2 separate regions of the Rattus norvegicus genome follow, and region 2 is linked to region 1. The links are chromatin contacts, called in public Hi-C maps. All regions are on one chromosome and are shown on one strand. Each heading gives the region's core, a stretch centred on a gene start, on an enhancer-like site or on the middle of the called end of the contact. The rest is flanking DNA. Distances are from core to core; before and after follow the strand shown.

The links. Hi-C and Micro-C count contacts between places; a contact is called where the count stands out from the background.
Region 2: a contact with region 1 is called in a Hi-C map of Schwann cells, with 4 times the contacts expected there. The contact joins two enhancer-like sites. A contact is called at or near these places in 1 of 12 Hi-C or Micro-C datasets (Schwann cells) and 1 of 1 datasets of contacts at active chromatin or transcription factors (oligodendrocytes).

The regions. Positions count from the first base shown.
Region 1 is chr5:146,342,251-146,345,795 of GRCr8, forward strand. Phc2 (polyhomeotic homolog 2) reads left to right here. Exons shown (of 14, transcript NM_001013169.2): 5 at 143-229; 6 at 1,158-1,470. Among named protein-coding and RNA genes, the nearest start is that of Phc2, 8.8 kb to the left of the region's middle. Within about 2 kb of position 1,676, at least 21 of the 93 cell types and tissues checked have an H3K27ac peak or open chromatin away from gene starts, as enhancers often do. A contact at or near this core is called in Schwann cells, where this site is marked.
Region 2 is chr5:146,559,338-146,562,882 of GRCr8, forward strand. No RefSeq gene overlaps it. Among named protein-coding and RNA genes, the nearest start is that of Azin2, 34 kb to the right of the region's middle. Within about 2 kb of position 1,619, at least 32 of the 93 cell types and tissues checked have an H3K27ac peak or open chromatin away from gene starts, as enhancers often do. A contact at or near this core is called in Schwann cells, where this site is marked.

The sequences.
Region 1 (3,545 bases), core at 426-2,925:
GTAAAGGCACCTCGTTTCCTGTGATTCCAGGCCCAGCCAGGTGGCTTGGTGCAGGTAGCTAGGAGCCCAGGCCGCACTGTTCCTTGGTAGCTCGGTGCAGGTAGCTAGGAGCCTAGGCCGCACTGTTCCTTTGTCCCCTCAGCTCATCTTCACGCCCACGGCCACCGTCGCTACTGTACAGCCTGAGCTCGGCACTGGCTCCCCCGCTCGGCCCCCTACCCCTGCCCAGGTGAGGATCCCGGGCTTGTGGGTGGGCGGGGGGTGGGCAGCTCTTAGAGGGACAGGGGTGCTGGCAGTGGTAGGACTTGTCTGTGAAGCAAAAGGAAAATGGACTCGCTCATTAATTTCCATCCGGCTGGCCTCAGCACCCCTTGGCTGTTTTGTCCCCTCTGAATATAGGTACGTAGCAGAGGGCACCGTGAGCCAGCACTCAGGGGTGGGGTTTGGAGGCAGGGGAATTCTGAGAGAAGGAACAGGATGGGTCCTGGCCTCCTGCCTTCTGCTACAGCACGTAGGTGATGTTCTGTGTGAGAAGTCTGGGGAACCTGAGAACCGACCTCTTTACTCTGTCTTCCCACCCCATGTCCAGAAGGGGGACCCACACTCAAGGATGGAGAAGCTAGGTTAAGAGTCTGGCACTGCCTCCCTTTGTCCAGCAGAGGGCAGCAGGGACTAGACTAAATAAACATGCAGCTGCCTTGGAACTGCCTGGCATTGACCTGATTGTGAGGACAAGCTGATCATTCTTGTCCTGGGTTTTTCCATACCGTGCCTTGCCTTAGTGGCATGCAGCGAATCCCGATAGTGTCAGAGGGGTGGGAGAGTAAGGAAAGATAGGCGCTGTTTCCCTGCCCCTGGCCATCCCAGCTGGGGAGCCCCAGAATTCAGTTCTGATCACTGGTCACTAACCATACTTCCTGTGTTCTTTACAAACTCCACCCACTCCTGGCTTCTCTTTCAGCCCCTAACTGCCCACCACCCCGTGTGTCTCTCTTTCTGCTTTGTCTTTTCTATCTCTGTCTCTTCCTCTCGCTCTCTCCATTTAGAGCCCACTTTTGAGTCTGTAGTGCTGGATCTGCCCTGACTTCCTCTCGGGCGTGTGTTGCTGTTGCCCCAGCCCGCATTCTCTGGACTCTCACAGGTTCCCTTCTTTTCAGGTACAGAACCTGACGCTTCGAACACAGCAGACACCAGCAGCAGCAGCAGCAGCAGCAGCCTCGGGCCCTGCCCCTACCCAGCCCGTCCTGCCCAGCTTGGCCCTGAAACCCACACCCAGCAGTAGCCAGCCTCTGCCTCCCACACCACAGGGCAGGACCGTGGTTCAGGGTTCCCCTGTGGGTGCCAAGCCTAGTGTGACTGACAATGTGACGGAGCCACTCAAGACAGATGGCAACAGCAACATGGAGGCCCGGCCTGGGCCTGACCGCGCCACCGTTCCTACTGTGGCTACTCACCAGCTCACTGCACCAGGTAAGGTCCCAACACAATGACTTCTGGGTTGTGGATGAAGAACCTTCCAAACCTTCCTTCCTTCCCGTGTGTGCATCAGGACGCCAGCCTCTCCCTGACCTCTCCCGATCCTGGGGTGTTTGCCAGCTCCAGGCTCCAGTTCATGCTTAGTCTGACTTTAAGGAAGGAACCCACATTCTTGATAAGCTTTTTCACTAACATGGCCCTGACTCAGGGGAGCTGGTCACAGCCTTGGCCCTGCATGGGTGGAGACTGGTAGTTGGACTATTTTGGGATTCCCAAAGTTACTGAAAAGGATGTGGCCAGCCAGAGCCTGTGAGAGCCAGAGGCAGAGGAGAGGCAGGAAGCCGACTCTCATCCATTAACAGCCCTCAGCTAACTAACGTGGGCAAGGCTTTCTGTTGCCCTGAGTATGCAGAGGCCAGAGAACTCAAGGAGGGTGGCACTGTGGCCTGTTCTGTGTCCAAGCTCTGAGGCCCACAGGAGAGTGGAAGGCCCACCTTACCTGGGAGACAGGAGCCGGGAAAGGCTTACCGGCGATCGCCACACTTGAGAGTAAATCTAAAAGGTTGAAAAAGTAGCTGATTATTCCCAAGGCATATTCTGCAAACAGGGATGAGTGTGGTCTGAGAGTAGCCCCCAGCTCTGCCCACTGAGCCTCCCAGCACAGGTCAATAAGAACATCTGCCAAGGATTCTGGAAGCAGACTTTCTAATCAAAGGAACAGGTACGAGCAATTCAACAACAGAAATAAATATAGCGGGGAACATACTGCGTGGATTAAAGACAGTCCCTGTCTCCAACCCCTTGGGCAAGCCACTGACCCTCATGCTCACCCACACCGCTTAGATTCCAATAGGGTCCGCATGCTCTTTGAAGTTTGCTGGAGAACTCTCACTAGGTTGGTTGGGCTGGGGAGTAACATAGTGGTACAATACTTACCTAGAATATGTCAAGCCCTGGCTTTGATGCCCACTGTCACCAAAAAGAGTTTTTGTTTTTTTATTTTTAAAGTTCAAGTATGATTCCTTACCTAAGAGAGTATACAGTTAAAAGCAAATCCACTCAGGTTTTTTAATCCTGTCGGTGTGGCAGGCACAGATGGCCAACCCAGAGGACGCAGCACCTGAGTCTTTTTTATATAGCCCAGGCCAGCCTAGAACTCCCCGTCTTCCTGTCTCAGCCTCGGGAATACTGGGGTACGGGTATGTGCCAACACACCCAGCTGGCAACCAAGTCCTGAGGCAGGAGCGGCAGGAGCCCAGCACACCAAGGAGGGAAGTCAGGCGTCCCAGACAGGCAGAAGCGAGCACAGGTCAAGCACGGGGTACAAGTCATTCCTTCACCTTTTGGAGACCACAGAAATCACCCAGGACAAAGGACAGGTTAACTGCCTGGCATAGGTCCTGCCTGAGGTGAGGAGAGCCCCCCACCCCCTGCAGAGGCCAGAGGTTCCCAGTCTCCCACCCGCCTGGCGTCGCATTTCCAGAGAATGCTCCAGCCTCGATCTTTGGTGGAAAAGGAGACTGAGACTGAAGGGCCAGACTTAGGGGGAGCCACATGTGCTGAGAACCATTAGGCCGGAAGTAGGGCTCCAAAGCTTCTCCTCCTCTTCTTCCTCCTCCTCTTCCTCCTCCCCTCCTCCTCTTCCTCCTCTTCCCCTTCCTCCTCTCCTCCTCTTCCTCCTCCTCTTCCTCCTCCTCTTCCTCCTCTTCTTCTTCCTCCCCTCCTCCTCCTTCTCCTCTTCCTCCTCTTCTTCTTCCTCTTCCTCCTCCTCTCCTCCACTTCCTCCTCCTCCTCCTTTTCTTCTTCCTCCTCCTCTCCCTCCTCCTCTTCTTCTTTAGATTCAATAACATTTAAAATTTTTATTGAAAAAAAATCATACAGTATATTGATCATCTTTTCCCCTCCCCCAATTCCTACCAGATTCTCCCCACCCCCAACCATCCAATATCTCTCTCTCTCTCTCTCTCTCTCTCTCTCTCTCTCTCTCTCTCTCTCTCAAAAAACACACACAAGCAAACAAAAACCAAGAAATACACATCAAAAATGGAAATCATACAAGCCAAAGACCA
Region 2 (3,545 bases), core at 369-2,868, 220 kb after region 1:
CTCACTTGTACAGCCAGAACACACTCTTTCCTAATAAGCCCCCACCCTCCAGCCCAGTCTCGCCTTCCGTTCCACCCCCAAGCTCCCAAGGACTTGGAACTATCATGCCACTATTCCTGTCACACGCCATTCCCATGAAATGCCACTGCCTCTTAGCAAGTTTGTTCTGGACTGCACAGGCCATTGTGTTTTTTTTTTAGTTAGGCATCCTTTGGAGATCTTGCTTTTCTCTAAAACAAACCTGAGCAAACCAAATTAAAACTCTCTCCACTTGAATATGTCATGGGATTGAACATTTAACATGTTCTGGCTAACCCTGGGCTCCAACCTCATAGGTAGCAATGAATAGCCTAGTAAGAGCACCAGTGGAAGGGGAAGCCCTTGTTCCTGCCAAGACTGAACCCCCAGTGAACGGGATTGTTGTGGGGAGGGCGGTAATGGGGGGTAGGATGGGGAGGGGAACACCCATATAGAGGGGAGGGGGAGGGGTTAGAGGATGTTGGCCTGGAAACCGGGAAAGGGAATAACAATTGAAATGTAAATAAGAAATACTCAAGTTAATAAAGATGGAGGAAAAAAAATGTTCAGGGATTTAGCCAGAGGTACATTTTGGAGCCACCTGTTCCCATTTCCTACAGAAACCTGGCGCCCCTGGTCTGGTGTATACAAGACCCTCGCCATCTCCAATAGTGTTATTAAAATGTCTAGAGAACAGCCTTTTGTGATAGGGTGATACTAAGTCAATACACACAAAAAATAAAATAAATAAAAGCACTTATGCCCATCACCATCTGCCTGCACATGCAGGAAGAAACAGAAGAAAGAGGCTTCCTAACCTGTTCCTCTAGTTACTGTCTGTTCTTAGACATGTTACTTCATATTTACGATTCTGTTGCCTCATTTGTAAGTGTAAATGATTCAAGTAGTCACTGATGGTTAGCACACACCAGGGACCGTTCCATACGTTTTAAATATGTTAATTTACCAACATATAAAGCAGGTACTATATATCCTTTTTACAGATACAGTAATGGTGGCATAGAGTAATTTACACTGCGAGACGCTGCTGATAAATGGTAAAATTAAGATTACGACACAGGCAGTGAGGGTGCGAATCTTTGTCATAAAATTCACTCCACGGGGTTGCATGGGTAAAACGAAATAATGCAAATTAAGGGCAAAGGCAGGCCAAGGCAGGCCTGACAGTAGGCATTCTTTTTTTTTTTTTTTTTTTTTTTGGTTCTTTTTTTCGGAGCTGGGGACCGAACCCAGGGCCTTGCGCTTCCTAGGTAAGCGCTCTACCACTGAGCTAAATCCCCAGCCCCGGCATTCTTCTTTTTTAAATGCCCAGTATCATCGCTTGGAAATGGAGAATTCATTCAAAACCTCCAGTTTTCTGCAGGAACTTAGCAGAGAACATCCACACTGCTTTGCGGTTCTCGACTCTGGAAGGCTCTGGAAGGCAAGGGTAGCTGATGGACCAGAGGGCCACTTGCTGAGGGGCCTGGGTCCCAGGCATTTCTGAGTCGGCCGACACCAGGTCGACCCCGCCCCATGTCGCTGCTGTACCAGGTTGTCCGTGGAAGCCCGGCCCTCGGCGAAGGATCGAGTTTCCTTTAGTGGCCTAGAGGCTGCCGAGCACATTTCTGGCTTTCCACCTATGGGTTAGCAGTTCGCAGTCAAGTCGGTAAAGTCGATTCCTCCTCCCGACCGGCAGAGGGCGCAAGAGCACATGGCTCGACGTTTCTTGGGAACGGAAGTGACGTCAAGAAAACGGAACTCTGCGGGGTTTGGGTGCAGTGTTGAGCGGTTCCCTGAAGCCGAATTCGCTGCCTCCCACTTCTGATTCCACAAAGTGGAGTTTAAATGTGCTTTTCAGCTCTGACACTCTCATTTATGTTTTTAAATGTTAAATCAGTGTCCTGGACAAAAGGACCTCTCTAGTCACTCACTGCTTCTCCGAGTGGAAAGAGAACCCCGAGAAGCAGGCGGTGCAGGGCCTAAGGACGTCCAGGCCAAGTGTCTCAGCACTGTTCCCATTCAGGGAGGGAGGGACTTCCCAAGTCCAAGGAATGGTTTGCTAGGGTAGGGTTGCCGGAGTTACCAAATAAAATGCAGGACACCCTGTTAAACTTGAATTGCAGATAAAGAAGTAATGTCTTTGCTTAGAAATATGCCAGACATTGCGCGCGCGCGCATACACACACACACACACACACACACACACACACACACACACACACACGTTCAAATTTAACTGGGTGTTCTGTATTTTACCTGGCAATCCTACCTCTAACGCTACCTAGGAAGCCAGACTCAGGCCTTCTATATAGGCCCGCATGTCTCTCTCATAGTAACTAGAAGTTTCAGAGCTCTGTTGTGACCAGCTGTAACCCTGAGTTTATCTGGATGGCTTCTAGCTCATCGAAATGGCGATTGCACAATCTAAGGCTACTTGGAAGCTAAGAGATCAAAGGTCCTCTCTCTCTCTTTTTTTTTTTTTTTTTTTTTCCCCCCGGAGCTGGGGACCGAACCCAGGGCCTTGCGCTTCCTAGGTAAGCGCTCTACCACTGAGCTAAATCCCCAGCCCAAAGGTCCTCTCTTTTAAGATGAGTGTATTCCAATGACACTAAGAACTGAAATATGGGGCAGGAGAGACGGCTCAGCGGTTAAGAGCACTGACCGCTCTTCCAGAGGTCCTGAGTTCAAATCCCAGCAACCACATGGTGGCTGACAAACGTCTGTAATGGGATCTGATGCCCTCTTCTGGCATGTCTGAAGACAGATACGGTGTACTCATATAAATAAAAAAATTTTTTTAAGAAAAAGGAACTGAAATATAAACGGAAGGCTGAGAGGAGGCTGGACAGAGAAAGCGTACTCTACCGTTTATTGGCATCTCAGTGGGAATCAACTAAAGGATTTTCAGCAGAATGTGGGAAATCACTAAAAAATAGGACTCGTGTTTCAGAACACTTTTCTGATCACCAGGATGTCATAGCCGGTGATTTTTCACAGGGGGTGACAACACAGCAAAGAAGTGAGAGAATCCTTGTACTGTTGCCTCCCCGGTGGGCCCTTTACTGCAGCAAGAGAGCCAGTTTGGACAGGTGGGCATCCTGGATTGGGGTAGGGGAGAGGGCTCTCAGACAACGCATCTCCTGTGACCTCATGAGGCTGTGTGGCTGGGCCTGCTTCTCCCAGGTTGGAGGGAGAGAGAGAGGAAGGAAAAACTACCACCAGGTCTCCCGCTCTGTTCTGTTCTGTTCCGTTCTTTTTAACTTTATATTGATTTGTAGTGAGTTTCACATCACGTACCTGTGTCTCACGCATCTGCCCGTCCCCTAATATCTGTCCATCTCTCTTGTAGCCTCCGCTGTGACCAAATAAAGCACTCACTCACAATAAAAACAAAACCTAGAAAACATCTCGTTGTGGAAGCTGTAGTATGTCACAATGTGTCCCACAGTGTATCTCTCTGTCCACAAATCTCTTCGTTGCAATGAATGAGTCAATGGTATGGTTTGAGATCTTTGCCTTCTGTG